Regions from separate parts of the Mus musculus genome. Here region 1 is linked to region 2. A link is a contact called in public HiChIP or PLAC-seq data. All regions are on one chromosome and are shown on one strand. The core of a region is the stretch at or near the end of the contact, and the rest is flanking DNA. Distances in the headings are between cores, read along the strand shown. Region 1 has its middle 36 kb from the start of Tcl1. Region 2 holds the start of Tunar (Tcl1 upstream neural differentiation associated RNA).

What was found. HiChIP or PLAC-seq counts read pairs in DNA pulled down with a chosen protein or histone mark.
Region 1: an H3K27ac HiChIP or PLAC-seq map of embryonic stem cells shows a contact between it and region 2, with 6 read pairs. The contact joins the enhancer-like site here to the promoter of Tunar in region 2. A contact is called at or near these places in 7 of 484 Hi-C or Micro-C datasets (cortical neurons, embryonic stem cells, nephron progenitors and 1 more) and 5 of 115 datasets of contacts at active chromatin or transcription factors (embryonic forebrain, embryonic stem cells and forebrain).

The regions. Positions count from the first base shown.
Region 1 is chr12:105,257,627-105,260,674 of GRCm38.p6, reverse strand. No RefSeq gene overlaps it. Among named protein-coding and RNA genes, the nearest start is that of Tcl1, 36 kb to the right of the region's middle. Within about 2 kb of position 1,579, at least 11 of the 459 cell types and tissues checked have an H3K27ac peak or open chromatin away from gene starts, as enhancers often do. A contact at or near this core is called in embryonic stem cells, where this site is marked.
Region 2 is chr12:105,335,268-105,338,288 of GRCm38.p6, reverse strand. It overlaps Tunar (Tcl1 upstream neural differentiation associated RNA), which reads right to left and starts at 1,695. Exons shown (of 3, transcript NR_045047.1): 1 at 1,332-1,695; 2 at 730-1,059.

The DNA of each region.
Region 1 (3,048 bases), core at 330-2,829, 77 kb after region 2:
AACAGCACTGGGAAAGCTGGTGTCCACAGGTAGAAAATGAAATGATGCCAACATCTGTCATCCTGTCCCCAACGCTGCCCCCCCACCCCCGCGCAAAAAACAAAACCAACTCCAAGTGGGTCAAAGACCTCACTGTGAACCCTGGATTGTAGAAGAAACTAGTAAAAGAAAACACAGGATATGAATAAGGGAAGGGGTTTCTGAGGAGGCTTCCATTTGCCTGGAACTAAGGCCATCATGTGACAAATGGGACCTTATAAAATGTAAACGCTTCTGTCTGCAGAGGAAGCCATCAACCAAGGAAACCCAAAGGCCAGAAGAGGATCTTTGCCAACTACACATCTCATAGAGGATTAATATTCAGAACATGTAAAGGGCTAGAAACACAATCAAGGGCTGGAGAGATGGCTCAGAGGTTCAGAGCAATTCCCAGCAACTGCACGGTGTCTCACAACCATCTCTAATGGGATCTGATGCCCTCTTCTTGAATGTAGGTGTACATGGGATTGAGCACTCATATACATAAAATAAATAAGTAAATCTTTTTAAAAGATTTAAGAAAAAAAAAAACAATAAAGAAAACAGATGAGAAAGCTTAAAAAAAAAAAAAGAGTATAGTCCCGAACATAGAGTTCTCAAAAGAAGAAGCAAAAATGGCTAAGAAATATCTCAAAAATTGCTCAAGGTCCTTAGCAATCAGGAAAAGGCACATTGAAACTACTTGGAGATCTCCCTCACCCCTGTCAGAATGACTGACATCAAGGATGTGAGGAAAGAGGAATACGTACCCCTTCTGATGGCCTCCCAAACTTCTATTGCCAACGTGGAAATCGCTGTGGAGTATCCCCAAAAAGCTCAAGGTGCATCTGCCACATGACCCAACAATCCCGCTCCTTGGCACGCGCCAAAAGGACCCAAAAGGACTCTATTGCCTCTCTATTCATATAAACTAGGAAATTGAAACAACAGAAATGTGGAGGAGGAAGGGGCGGGGAGGGGGGGGAAGGGGAGGGAAGGAGGGGAGGGGAGGGGAGGGGAGGGGAGGGGAGGGGAGGGGAGAGAGGGGAGGGGAGAGAGGGGAGAGAGGGGAGAGAGGGGAGGGGAGGGGAGAGAGAAGAGGGGAGGGGAGAGGGGGAGGGAAGGAGTGGCTCGGCCAGAGGTTCAACTGCTCTACATTTACATCTGAATCATGCAGGTGTCCCTCTAAACATACGGTTGATATAAACTTAGCAACAAAATGCCTGGTCACTGTCATTCCTTGCTGTTGCTGCTATAGGTGCTCTGGGGGGCTCTGCCCTTCCCCCACTAGACTCCGAAGAGCTTCATTCCATTCCCTGGAGCTACAGCAATGTTTAGTTTCAATAGCTACCCAGAGGATAGTAGATGAGACGGGCAGACTCCATTTCTCTCCTCCCCAACCCCAGTACCAGCTCTGCTGAGAGGTCTCCAGACAAACTCTTCTTTGGTGACCAGGATTTCCACCTAACGGGGCAGCCACCACTTCTGGAACACTTGTTTTGCCACTCATCTGTCAACATGTCAGTGGGGAGCTGTGATTTCCTTACTCACCGTTTAGCCCACCTTTGGAACCGTGCTTAGGACAGTAGAGCTCACACATCTATTTCGTAGGACAAACACGTGATAACATAAACAGATGGCTCCGTGCAATACCAGTCGTGACCAACAGAGGGCGCTCTATCCAGAGATCGATAAATAAGTGGTGTGTGGCTTTTGTATGCCCTACTTAACTCTCTGCTTTGAAGCTTCCCAGTAGCTCCTAGCACGACTGTAGCAGTATGACAGGCCCCCATTTGGACTGGGAAAAAATGGCTTCTTCATTTTGAAGACTGAAGTGCAGGTCTACCAAGGTAGTAAAAGGTATAAATAACTCCACAGCAGACTCATCAGAATCTTTATCGGGCACTAAGCGAGAGAGTCACCCACTGAACCTGTCCCATGCAAGTCGCGATGTGTGTTGTTGTGTCTGTGTGTGTCTCTGAGTAAGTGTGTATGTGTTTGTTAAGCCAGAGTTCAAAAATTGGGCGTTTTCCTCAATTATTGTCCATTTTATTCTTTGAGACGGTTTCTGTTTTGCTAGACTGGCTGGTCAGTGAGCCCTGAGATAGATCATCTCCGACCCCCAGCACCAGAGTTACAGAGACATTCTTTCCTACCTGGCTGAGGTTTGTGGATGTTGGGAATCCAAACAGGGATTTCATGTTTGCACAACAGACAATTTACTCCCACTGCTATCTCCCCAACCCACTGTTGAATCTTTAAAGAGCACTTTGCCAACCTCACAAAACACAGGTAGAGTTGAGAGCAGGGCTGCATTCGATCTTTCTGAGCTTCAGTTTTCTTAATTACTTTGTAGCTTTGATTTTCGGTTTCCTCTGACTTGAAACATTGTATTAGATTCAGGAAGTACATAAAACTTACAAGACCCAGGAAGCTCCTGAAACTTTCAAGATCCACAAAGGCCCTCCCCAAGGTGGTATAAACAGTAGCAATTGTTGTGAGAGAAGTCTCTCCCACTTAGCTCCTTCAAGTCCTACAGTAAGCTCTAGAGATAGGGCTTTTCTGAGTCACTGCCTATGCTGGAAGGGGCTTTTGTCATGATTCAGCCGCCTCTGAGCTATCCATGCTCCTATAAGTAGCCTCTATGAACTTATTATTTGCTAAGATAGACACAGGTGGAACAGTTTCTTCAGTCTGTCATTAGTGTCCTGTCTGGGGTAAAGAGAGGTTTGCTCATATCTTTCTCCCATGGAGAAGTCCCACAATACCTGGTATACCTGAAGGAGGGGAAAGTGGCTTTTAGGGTCCCTTTGGATGCAAAATCCTATTTTCAGCAACTAGAGAAAGACTTTGTCCTTCAGAGTGGCTGAAGGTTATTAGAATCACACCACCAGCACAGAGGGGGGAAAAATAAAGGTCCCCAGAAGGCTGGGGATCTAAAAATAACAGTGTAGAGCTGCCAACCCGTCACTCTCCTCTTTGGGATGTCTGTCAGGGTGTCTTTGTCAATCTACACTCCAGTTCAGAGAC
Region 2 (3,021 bases), core at 446-2,945:
TAAAACTGTTCCGCATCCTCCAAGGACCCTGGAAAACAGAGCCCAGAAAGAAACCACAAGAAAAATGTAGTAACGACGCCTCCATTCCCTCAATCTGAACTAAGATGAGGCTTCTAATGATGATTGCCATCGCTAAAAGGAGAAGTGAACGATATATACATTCTACTAGTAATTTATTCCGTCTCGGCCGTCATTGGAAGTAGTTTCACACACATGCAGCGGCTCTTGAGACGGAAGCAGCTAGTGAAGGAAATAAAGCAGGCGTGTTTGTGACCAAAGGATCAGTTTGATGAGGTGGTGAGCACCTTGGTTCCCACCTTGTGACCTTGATTAGCACATTTAGTATCTCTGGGCCTCAGTTTCCTCGTCTGATACACGGAGAGGGGGGACCCTACTTCCTTGGAGCAGTTTGGAGATCCACCACCCAGCAATGACTGAACACTCACCAAACATCCAGTTCCCCCTGGTGACTAAGTCCGAATCCAGGTTGCACACATAGATGCTTATCTAGACCAAACAGGTCTCTTGCCTGCCTGCGTGTTAAGCCCGCTGCTGTTTCCCAGAGAGCCCAGGAAAACACCGGGTCTTGAAGGCACCTAGGCTGTTCAGAAGCCAGGTAGGGTTTGGGGACAGATTCCAGGCACTGGGTAGTAATTGGAGAGGGGGCTCGGAGGCAGCCTCGGAATCCTGTGAAGGGGCTTTGTTCCCGAGGCGAAAGGTCTGGCTTACCGAGAAGAGCATCCGGAGGCAGGTGGGGGGCGCGCAGGGCACGCAGCAGAGCCACAGCCCGGCCCGGGTCCGGGGAGCGGGAGCCAGAGGAAGGCGAGGAGAAGGAGGAGAGAGAGGTTGCCGTGGGTTCCTGCCTCATTCTCCCAAACAGCGCAGACCCACTGGCCGCCTCCGGCTGAGGCTGGCCGCCGGACACCGGAACCCAATCATGCTGTTCATGTCCCTGTCAGCGACTGGCGAGGTGTGCGCGAGGCTGGGTTGTCTGCAGGCGACACCCAGGGGCTCCTCATGCCCCACGCCTGGGCTCGGCGGGAAGATCTCGGAGGGTGGCTGCGCCCGGAAAAGGAGAGAAAGAAAGCGTGAGAGAGCACACTGAGCTGCGCCCCGCGGGGCTGGGGGCGGGCAGCACCGCGCGCCCCACCCACCGCGCTCTGCGCCCCGCGCCGCGCACCCGCCGGGCAGCCGAGCCCCAGAAACTTTAGCACATGGCCGGTCCGCCGGCCGCTGTGGCCCGAGCCGCCCCGCTAGTGGCGTAGTCCCCGCCTCAGCTCCAGATCGCAGCTTACCAGCAGCCACCGCAACCGCAGCGGAGGGTCGCCTACCTGGCGGTGCGGAGAGTGGTGCGGACCAGCGTGGGAGGAGAAGGGGGCGGCGACGTCGGGGTCCCCGCAGGGGAGGGGCAACTCCGCGGTGGCAATAGCCACCCTTAAGGCATCCAGGGAGGGGACTGAGAACCAGCTGAAGGGTCTGCAGGCTCCGATAGGGGAGTGTCAGTGCGTTCCCCGCCCCTCGGCGCAGATGCTGACGACGCGCGCGGGCTTCCCTGGCCCGGGTCTGCGGAGCTAGCCCTGTTACCTAGCGACTCGCTCCGGGAAGCCCACGCTGACGCGCTAGGAGCTGGGCTGCGGCAGAGGGGAAGGGCGGGGAGGGAAGGGGAGAGAAGAGGAGGGATAAGGAGGGGAATGAAAGAGGAGAGGAGGGGAGCTCTAGAGGGAGAGGGGGCAGGGGAAGCTGGCGTTGCCGGCAAAAGCTCCTCCCTCTACCTCCACGTCGCTGCTGGGGAGTGGGCCGGGGAAGACGTGGCCTCTGCCTGGTCCCGAGGATTTGGAACCGGCTCCTGGGTGAGGGTGGATGGAGGGAAAAGGGTGATGCAGGTTCCCCTGTGCTGGGGTTACAGCAGCAGGTGGCGGCTATGTGGCTCATGGAGGCCTGCCGCTCACAGGAATGCAGAGATGAGCCAGTGAATGTGGCCTTGGGCGTGTGGGTGTGTGTGAGACGCCCCCACCCACAAGGAGTATTTGGAGACCCAGGAACCTGGGTGAGAGAGGCGCCACCCCTTTCCTGGCCTGCCTCTCTTCTTCCTGGACATTTTGTTCTTGCGCTGTGCTCATCATGGAAGCTCTGGACTATCTCACCGAGCTCCTCCTACCTCTCGGGGAACCAGAGGATGGCTGCTAGGTAGTGACAGCTTTGTTCCTCACCCCTTGATGCCCGACCAGTGACCAGGTGTCTAGTTTCAGGAGGTCAAAGACCTGCCTCCATGTGCCTTCCTCCTTAAGGATTTGCGGCCTCTCAGGCCAGACTGGGCCTCAGGCCCAGGCATGCCCAAATCTTTACAGCTTATAGGACGTTTCAAAGTAACTTAACATCCTAACCAAAATAGTCATCCCCGAAGGTCATAGCTAAGAACTGACCCCTGGGGTACCTAAATCTGAACACGCGTTTTCTGTAAAGTGTACTGTAACTAGGTTTTCTGTAAGGTGTCTCTTGGTTCTCCAGAACCTTTCCAAAATGCACCCCTAAGGCCCACAAAAGAGTCCTCGTCAAAGCAGACAGGGACCACAGCCTCCAAAGACGGTGAGGCAAACTTTCAAATGCAGTGGGTACCTCTAGGTAGAACCCAGACCCTTGGATTCAGCTGGATACAAGGACTCTGCCATGTCTAAAGGACCCTCAAACCTGCCAAGATCCTGCCCCTTCCTTAATGCCCCAGAACAGGAACAGCTGCCACCTCCCTGAGGACCGACCCAGCCTCATCCTTCACTCCCTCCAAGGCTGCTGTTGTCCTGGCTGGGGTGACTATGAGGAGGTGGAGGCAGAAGACCGACCTTCCAGAGAATCACACCTGCCCAGGACCCACATCCCAATTCTTAAGCCAGTATCTCTGCAGCGAGGAGCCCCTCCCTCCAGGAGGACTTTGAGAATGGGGGTGGGGGAGGGGTCGCTGAGGTTTTTGTTGTCAGAGTTGGCCCCAAAACAGGGCTTTTTCTCTGTTCATTTATTCTTCTATAT